3 separate regions of the Mus musculus genome follow, and all the other regions are linked to region 1. A link is a contact called in public HiChIP or PLAC-seq data. All regions are on one chromosome and are shown on one strand. Each heading gives the region's core, a stretch centred on a gene start, on an enhancer-like site or on the middle of the called end of the contact. The rest is flanking DNA. Distances are from core to core; before and after follow the strand shown. Region 1 overlaps Lhpp (phospholysine phosphohistidine inorganic pyrophosphate phosphatase). Region 2 overlaps Fam53b (family with sequence similarity 53, member B). Region 3 holds the start of Fam53b (family with sequence similarity 53, member B).

Evidence for each region. HiChIP or PLAC-seq counts read pairs in DNA pulled down with a chosen protein or histone mark.
Region 2: a contact with region 1 is called in an H3K27ac HiChIP or PLAC-seq map of microglia, with 3 times the contacts expected there. The contact joins two enhancer-like sites. A contact is called at or near these places in 1 of 484 Hi-C or Micro-C datasets (liver), 2 of 115 datasets of contacts at active chromatin or transcription factors (CD8 T cells and microglia) and 2 of 9 other capture datasets (adipose tissue and liver).
Region 3: an H3K4me3 HiChIP or PLAC-seq map of bone marrow-derived macrophages shows a contact between it and region 1, with 4 times the contacts expected there. The contact joins the promoter of Fam53b here to the enhancer-like site in region 1. A contact is called at or near these places in 15 of 39 promoter capture datasets (the 3T3-L1 cell line, the C10 cell line, the HPC-7 cell line and 9 more), 1 of 15 datasets of contacts at CTCF or cohesin (large pre-B cells), 11 of 484 Hi-C or Micro-C datasets (the G1E-ER4 cell line, bone marrow-derived macrophages, cerebellar granule neurons and 4 more), 17 of 115 datasets of contacts at active chromatin or transcription factors (the 230-238 cell line, the HPC-7 cell line, the SCID.adh cell line and 12 more) and 6 of 9 other capture datasets (adipose tissue, bone marrow-derived macrophages, embryonic stem cells and 3 more).

The regions. Positions count from the first base shown.
Region 1 is chr7:132,698,528-132,701,227 of GRCm38.p6, reverse strand. The region is part of intron 6 of Lhpp (phospholysine phosphohistidine inorganic pyrophosphate phosphatase); the gene reads right to left. Among named protein-coding and RNA genes, the nearest start is that of Lhpp, 89 kb to the right of the region's middle. Within about 2 kb of position 1,422, at least 53 of the 459 cell types and tissues checked have an H3K27ac peak or open chromatin away from gene starts, as enhancers often do. A contact at or near this core is called in the 230-238 cell line, CD8 T cells, the G1E-ER4 cell line and 7 more, where this site is marked.
Region 2 is chr7:132,764,608-132,767,307 of GRCm38.p6, reverse strand. The region is part of intron 3 of Fam53b (family with sequence similarity 53, member B); the gene reads left to right. Among named protein-coding and RNA genes, the nearest start is that of Fam53b, 48 kb to the left of the region's middle. Within about 2 kb of position 1,322, at least 61 of the 459 cell types and tissues checked have an H3K27ac peak or open chromatin away from gene starts, as enhancers often do. A contact at or near this core is called in CD8 T cells and microglia, where this site is marked.
Region 3 is chr7:132,812,559-132,815,258 of GRCm38.p6, reverse strand. Fam53b (family with sequence similarity 53, member B) reads left to right here and starts at 1,411. Exons shown (of 5, transcript NM_001381858.1): 1 at 1,411-1,678.

The DNA.
Region 1 (2,700 bases), core at 173-2,672:
GAAGTATGGCAGCAGGCATGCAGGCACAGTGCTAAGCAATAGCTGAGAGCATCCATCCATCCATCCATCCATCCATCCATCTATCCATCCACCCACTTATCCATCCATCCATCCATCCATCCACCCACCCACCCACCTATCCATCCATCCATCCATCCATCCATCCATCCATCCCACCCATCCATCCATCCATTTACCCACCCACCTATCCACCCATCTATCCACCCATCCATCTATCTATCTATCTATCTATCTATCTATCTATCTATCATCTATCTTATTGGCAAAATGGAGGGGGCTGTGGGAGGGTTGGCCTGGGCTTTTGAAACCCCATCCCCAGGGAAACATCTCCTCCAACAAGGCCACACCTCCTAATCCTTCCTAAACAGTCCACCAACTGGAAACCAGACATTTAAGTAAATGAGTCAATGGAGGCCGTTCTCATTCAAACGACAAAGGACATATGGCTCACTGGCCACTAAAGGGAGTGGAAACATATTCTACAGCTGGCACCTCCTTTGCAGTCAGAGTTCCAATCAACACAGGTGACCAAAAAGTTCCATCTCTTGGCAGCCCAACAGAGCAAGAATGTGGCCAGAGTCTGGTCCACTGCCTTGCCCAATGCTGTGCCATTTTGGCTCTGCAGTGGGAGCACCCCTTCCCCAGACACCCCAGCAGAAGTGGGGTGCATCTGAAAATGCCATACACTATGAGAGCAGACCAGCCCAACCCCCAGCCCCCGCACTTCTCCATGGAAGCAAGGGGGCTGAGGAGGAGGGCAGAGCTCCCAGCCAGCCTGCTGTGTGGTGGTGAGGAGCCCTGACTCACAGTACTACCCAGATGAGCTCCAATACTGTTATGCCCCAGCTTCACCCCCTTCCCAGGGCTCCAGCTGGCTGTTCTCACTCTTACTCCAACCCCACCAGGGCAAAAACCTGTCAGCAAGTCAGCAGAGCTAAGAGTGGGGTGGGGACCTGTGCCCGCAACTGAGACACACCCTCTGTGCATGTGGGCAGCATATGTTGGAGGCTGGGCGTGCAGTCCAGAGGCAGAAGGAGTCATGTTGCCTGTTCTAGACCCGGGGCTCCCAGAGGTCCCTGGTGGCCTCAGCTCCATTTACAGCTGAAGAACCTAGGGTGGGGTTAGGGCTCATCTAACTAAACTCCCCTGAGGCAGACAGTGCCTCAGGAACCTGGAGCCCAAAGCATATTTGTCCTCCAACTGGGAGGGATCAGGGGTCTCCCCCAGCAAGAGGTAGTGCTTGTCAAGCCAGTTTCAAGGGCACTGAGCCCTGATAAGGATAAACTGAGGCAGGGAGTTACCAGAAGTCTCACACATTTTCAAGAGCCACAGACTCAGGTCAGGTAATGGCTGCTGGTTGGGCATGTGACATCCTGGCCTCCCACTTCCTCCCCTGGGCCCTAGGACTTCTGAGTGATTTCTGAGCTGACAGGCAGACAGCAGGAAGCCCTGGTGTGTCTAGGAGAGGAGGGGTGTCCTGCCCTTGAATTTATAGCCAGAGAAGGTGGGTCTCCAAGCCCCTTTCTCTTGTCATTTTTTTGGGAGCCAAGCCTGCTGGTGTCTCAGATATCCCCAACTGCCCTTTGCTTCATTCCCTCTGACCCCATGAAGTGACATTCACAGCCCTGGGTTGTGATGGGAAGACTGTCAGCCAGTATATGAACTGCACTCTAGGTCACGAGGTTCTCCACCTGTGTGGGTACAAACCTTGCTGAGAATCCCCAATAGCTCTGCCCAGCAGTCCATGCAACTGTGGTCTGCATCTCCAGGGACAAGAAACAACAGCTTAAGGGATGGGGACAGCCCAGAGTCCCAGTGGAGTTGGTATGCAACATTTAACCTAACCTAGATCCAGGCTCCTCGGAATGGCTCCTCTGGGAGTTGCTACTGAGCTTGCTGACCTCTGGACAGACCCTGATGTCTGCGGCAGGGGCACCTCTCCCTTCCCTTCCACCTCAGGACCAACTCTCAGCTGAAAAGTGTTTGCAGCTTTGACAATGAGGTGAAAAGAGTCCATAGTTCATGAACGCTAACAAAAGGGCAGGCTGGGGGCCTCTGGGAAGGGCTACCGAGAGCAGCTTAGATCCAGGTCTGGGCAAGGCTGTATCCAGCAGGCAGCTGGCAATGGACACCAGGCCTACTCATAAATTAGTAGTGATGACACCTATCAACCAGACAGAACCCAACCCAGGGATCCATCTGAACTTACTCACAGCGGACATCTTCCTGTGAGGTTCCCACACACCCCAGATGGCAGCAGGGTGAGTGTGGGCAGGAAACAGCTGTTTCTATGATGGTGGTGTCCTAGGAGTCCTCTCTGTAGTCGCTGGCCGTGGCTGGAGTATGGAGCAGGTGTACTAAAAGTCACATACCTACCGAGGATCCTTGGAGTTTCTGGTTGGTACTGATAAAGAGCCTTTCAAAACTAAAAGCCAGCCAGGTATGGTGGCAGGCATCTTTAATCCCAGCAGAAATAGGCAGATCTCTTTGAGTTTGACACCAGCCTGATCTACAGAGTGAGTTCCAGGTCAGCTAAGGCTATATATAATGAGAGCTTGTCTTAAAAACTCAAAACAAAACAACAGAAAATAAGGCTAGAAGCTATAGTCTGCCTTTTTGAGCAATGTGGGGAAACCTAACAGTGGGCTGAGGCTGTAGGCAGCTGTGCAAGGGGACAGG
Region 2 (2,700 bases), core at 73-2,572, 66 kb before region 1:
AACCTCAGTTGATCACTGAAAATGGCCTGTGCTTGTACCTGTGTGGAGAAGCTGGCATTCGGGGCTAGACAGTTTCCATTGTGGTCAGATGACCAAAACAACATTAAAACCACCACCAGCAATCCCGGCATTACACAGCCGGGGGTTTATGTGTGATTGTGATCCCTGAGCCAGGACCTCCTAGAAGAAATTGCTTATGGACTAATACAGGCTAGTATGTGATTTGTTTCCAGTGAAAAATACATCCACATACAAGTACATGTGTCTGCTTAAAAAAAAAAAAAAACTCTTTACAGTTTGAATTGATCCTTGTTGTGGTTACATATGTATGCGATTTTTGAAATCCACACAGGATGCTTTTCAGTTCATGTCCCTTTTATTGGTTCCAGACAGTGTGTGTGGAGTGAAGTACAGAATGGAAGGAGTGGAGTTGGCCCAGGACAGCTGTCTGTGAGCCTCCTGGGCTGCCCTCTCACAAAGGTGAGGGAGCGGGAGCGGGCTGCCATGGTGCTGTAGGCCAGGAGATGGCTACTGCACTATCTTTGGGTGTCGGCCTCTCAGTGGAGAAGGATAGGCAGTGAGCAAGTCGGGAACATCCTGTCCTAGTCGCAAGAGTATGGCTGTAGGGCCGCAGAGCATGCTCATGTCTGCTGTTTGCCAACTGGGTGTGCCCCGAGGACACATGGCACTGCTCTGAAGCCCAGTTTCACCAGTGGGCAGGGATGCTGTGACGGCCCAGGATGTAAACAGTTGCTTAGAGAGCATGCTCATGTTCTCTCAGCTTCAACAGGGCCCCCAGTGTGGAGGTAACACATCTATTGACAGCTTTCTAAAGGGCTGTCCTCGCTTTCAGTCCCCTTATCTAATACAAACGCAGCTAACCTTGGTGTGTGTGTGTGTGTAGTTTAGAGATCTGTCTGTCTCATGTGCTCTCCATGTGCCCCAAACATGAGGGGATCAAAAAATAGCCAAACTGGCCTTTCCAGCCCTTTGGAACTTTGCTGCTATGGAGAATACTAGTTTCCCTGACATTTGTACGTACTCCTGGGATCTTGGGGGTAGAGCTGAAGGCTCTTGTCAAGGTTGACACAGCACCTTGTACAAATGAAGAAACAGAGGCCTGTGCCTTCAATGTTCAGGGCAGTGCAGTTTTAAAATCTTAGTGGTCCCACCAGCCCCTGCCCTCTTTTTTTTTTTTTTTTTCAAGACTATAGGCTTGCCAAAAGCAGTGAAAGCTGCAAGCTGCTATTTGCAGTCCCCGCCCTACTAATGAGGCAAAGGCCCTGGTAGCCATTACACCCTTATCTTTGTCCCTTCTTTTAGAGCCTAGCAGGTCAGCCTTCCTGTTTTTGCAGATCAGACTGAGTGGAGTATCTACCGTCAGCCCTCCTAACCCTCTTGTCTGTGTGAAATGAACTTGGTGTTTTGTATGACTGTCCTTAAGACATGGCAGGGCCAAAGGCTAAAGTGGAGAAGCCTAGGAGCCTGTTTTCCTGACTCAGCTTCTAGTAAGTTTCCATTCTGGTGACAGCTTCTATCTACACTTCATTAAAAGCAGATGAGAGAGCCAAATGTGATGACTGTAATCCCATCATCTGAGAGGCTCAGAGAGGAGGATTACAGCAAGTTCAAATCCAGGCTGGGTTTCATAGTGAGTTTCAAGTCAGCCTGAGCGCTCTGGTTTTTTTTTTTTTTTTTTAAATCAAATAACCAACTAACCAGGTAAGACCTTGGGGGAAGGCTCAAGTTATTGCCTAGCTTGCCCATTGATGTTCTTGTCAACAGATCAGTTTAGCAAAGCTGCCTTTAGTCTCACACTTAAAGGGCTGGTGAGCTTCTGCCCAAAACAGACGGTCTTTGCAGCCCTGGGGCCAAGTTAGCACACCACAGCCTTGGGGTGGGGGAGCCAATACATAACTGCACCTCACTGTCAGCACAAGTAGACAGGTACGAAATCCAGGAGTGAGTCAGCCACAGGGCTGGCTGGTGGCTTTGCTTCCTGGGGTTTTGAAGGCTGCAAGAATCAGATCTCTTGAGTCTGTATGTAACTACTTATCTAGAGACCTCATTGTGTTATGACTGTATACCACTTTAAAAGAATATCAAAAACACAGCACTGAGATCTCCAGGGCTGTAAAACTCCTCTATCTTTTGAACATAAGAAGTCTTATAGTCCCTCAAGAATCTGGGCCCCTGGGAATTTCCCAGTCTAAGTGCAGAAATGGAAACAAGAACATTTGAGGTCAAATTCTATTTGTGTTCCTCCAAGTGCTTTTCGTTCTTAAAACTCAAAATCTGCATACCCAGCAGCCTCTCCTCTCTGTGGTCAGGGCAGCAGGACTGGCTCCTATAAAATGTTAATCTGCTGTACGTGTCTCTTTCTCTCAAAGAGTAGATGGTCAGAAACTTAAGGCTCAGTCCTTGAGCCTCAGCTTTGGAAGGGATTTTGATCATGTGGTTCACTTGTGGGAGAGCTGGGCCCATGGTATATTTATGCCTGTGTGGTTCATCCTCCTATCCATAGGTAAAGTGATGTGCTGACCCCCCCCACACACACACACACATATTTGTTCACACATTCTCACTGTTGTATAAAGTTCACACTTGTGAACTGGGTGCACTGGGAACATTGAGGAGCATTTTATGACACAATAGGAATGGCATAATGTAGGCCATGTGCCATTGAGATGGAAGCTCGGG
Region 3 (2,700 bases), core at 162-2,661, 110 kb before region 1:
TTAAGTTGACCTGATGAACTAGTAATTGCAGGGATAAATGGAATGTTTGCCAGCAGGAGTCACTCTAGGCCTCCCAATAAAAAAAGCTAAGTGCATTAAATTCTATTCTTACAGAGCTTGGAGGCTAAGGTGGTAGTGCTGTGATCAGGTGGCTTTTGGGAAGTGACCGTAAGTGTATTATAGTAGCCTCTGCTTTGCCCATGTGCCTGCCTTCTTTTGACAGAACATGTGGTTCTTATTCCTTTAAAAAAAAAAAAAACATAGCCCTTAACATGTTTCTTAAAAGGAAGTAATGTATTATGGATATTAGCATCTTTGTAGTCTGTGTATTAGCACACTTGGCCTTCTTAGAGTGATTTGATTATGTTCGAATCATCTCTCTGAGGTGAACACACATCCTTCCTTCTGATGAGCATCTTCATCTTATGGCAGAGTCTCTGAAATGAGCTGTAGTTAGTGTGAAATATGTTAGCTTATGCCTTTCTGAAAAGAATAGGTCCAGTGTGGTCACAAACTGAAATATTTCAGCAATAGCCATGAAATCTAATAGTTTCCCAAGTGCACACAAACTCAAAAAGTTAATTGTTCATTTATGTTTGATACTAGGATTGCAACATTGGATTAAAACCAATTAAATGTTCCTCGAAGCAACAGAAAAAGTTTCCTGATTTATGAATAGAACCATTCAAACGGTGCAGACACAATCCATGTAAAGTAATGAGGTGTTTTGTTTTTTTGGCAAAGGGGAACGCAAAACAGGCATAGAGTCTTAAAAAAAACTCTTAAAAATCTTTTTGGATAAGGTTAATAACACACATCAGCAGGAAGGAGTGATGGGAAATCTAGGACTTCATTTCACAAGGAACGTTATCCCCTCCCCCCCCAGGTGAGCTGCACAATGAAAATACTCTGCTTATTCTATCAGGGTTACATTCCTGCACTTGAGTCAACATCCTAAGTTACAGAACTAAACATGCCCTGCCTCTGCTTAGCAACCGCAAATCCTTCCTTCCCCAGTTGCATGTATTTTGGATGTGGCATCTGAAGTACAAATTCCTCAAATTCGATTGCACCCAGAGTCAGGAACAGTGCTTTATTATCCTAAAGTGTGACCGCACCAGAGTCCGTGCCACCTCCCTTTGCGGTCTTGTTCGCCACAGATTCTTTTAAACTGCTAAGCCAAACCCGGAAGCTGGCCATCTGAAGCCCACGAGGCCTGAGTTTCAATCCTGACTTGTGCGGTGCTACTTCCCTGAGCCCCGGCATCCAGGCGTGAGAGGTGCGTGGTGCGGGTTCACTGGACACCCGGCCACACTGACGGAGGCGCGCCGTGGACCCCCCCCCCTCTCCCCGCCCACCGGCGGCTGCGCGCACTGCACCTCGTAGCGGCACGCCGGGCGCCCCGGCCGCGACGCCGCCCGCACAGCGCCACCGAGTTCACGCAGCCGCGGTCGAGCTGCCCGGCGGCAGCAGTGGGCATTGGCGGCCTGGCCGAGGTCGGTTAAAGGGACGAGTTGCAAACAGTTCAGGAAGTGACAAGTCGATTTCCTCCTCCCCGGGAGTCGCTCGGTACAAAGCGCTCGGCGCCGGCCGGAGAGCGTGCGCACGGCGGACGCGGGCGTGCAGCCCGGACGACTTGGCGAGCGCTTGCAGTGACGGCCCGCGTCCGGCGCGCACAGTAAGCGACCCGGCCGGGCAACCGCGCCAGGGGGCTGGTCCGGAGTGGGGTCGGTGCGAGCTCCCCGGCGGCGGCGGCGGCGGGGGAAGTTGGGCTCGCGTGCGCTGCGCTCGCTCTTTCCTTCCTTAATGCTGCTGGCTTTCTTTCTCCCTGTCTCCTTGTTATACGGCGGATCCGGTGGTTTCTACCGGCGCCGACTCTTGCTCGCCCTGGTGCAGGCGTGAGACTTGTCAGCGCGCTGGCGGGGGACGAGCAAACCTAGCGCTGCCGAAAAGTCTGCGCTCCGCCGACCCAGCGGACGGCCGCGGAGACGGCTGCGTCCCGAGCAGCCTCCTCCTTTGAGGCTCAACTTGAGCCCTGGCTTGTGGCAGCAGCGAAGGCGCTGAGCCCCGAAGTTCCGCATCGTTTGCAGACAACTCTTTTGTTCACGGAAGTTTACACCCGCCACCCCTGGGATGCGGGCGCGCAGGGACGACTCCAAGGCTACACGACTGACCCGCGCGGTGTCGATGGGGGTGAGAGGGCGCTCTGCCTAGGGAGGGGGAAGCAGGCGGCGTGGCCGAGGCCAGGGCTTGAGGAGTGGGGGGTCGCCTGTGCCGGCGTGGTTTTTGCACATGGCGAAGAGGGCCGTCCGTCACAGGATACTAGCCTAGTCACATTTTTTTTTTTTTCTTTCTGCCAATCCTTGGTTTGCTAGCCGGTGGGAGTCAGGTTGCCAGCTAGGGGTTTCACTTGGTGGAACCGGGACCAAAGAGACTTGGAAACCCAGAATCCGAAGAGGGTGATTTGAGTTGACCCAAGTGTTTTCTCGACCCCCCCTCCCGCCCCCACATACACAAGCTCCTCTTCTACCCTCAGACTAGGGGAACAGTGCTTGCGGGTGAGTGGGACAAGGGCCTGGAATTGCGTGGGCAGGCTTGTTCTGGACCCTCGCCTTTGGACGCCCCCTGATGCTCCTGACCGCCGGGTTCGTTAACACGTACTGTACTTAGTACCATGGCGAACAAAGAAAAGCTCTTTGC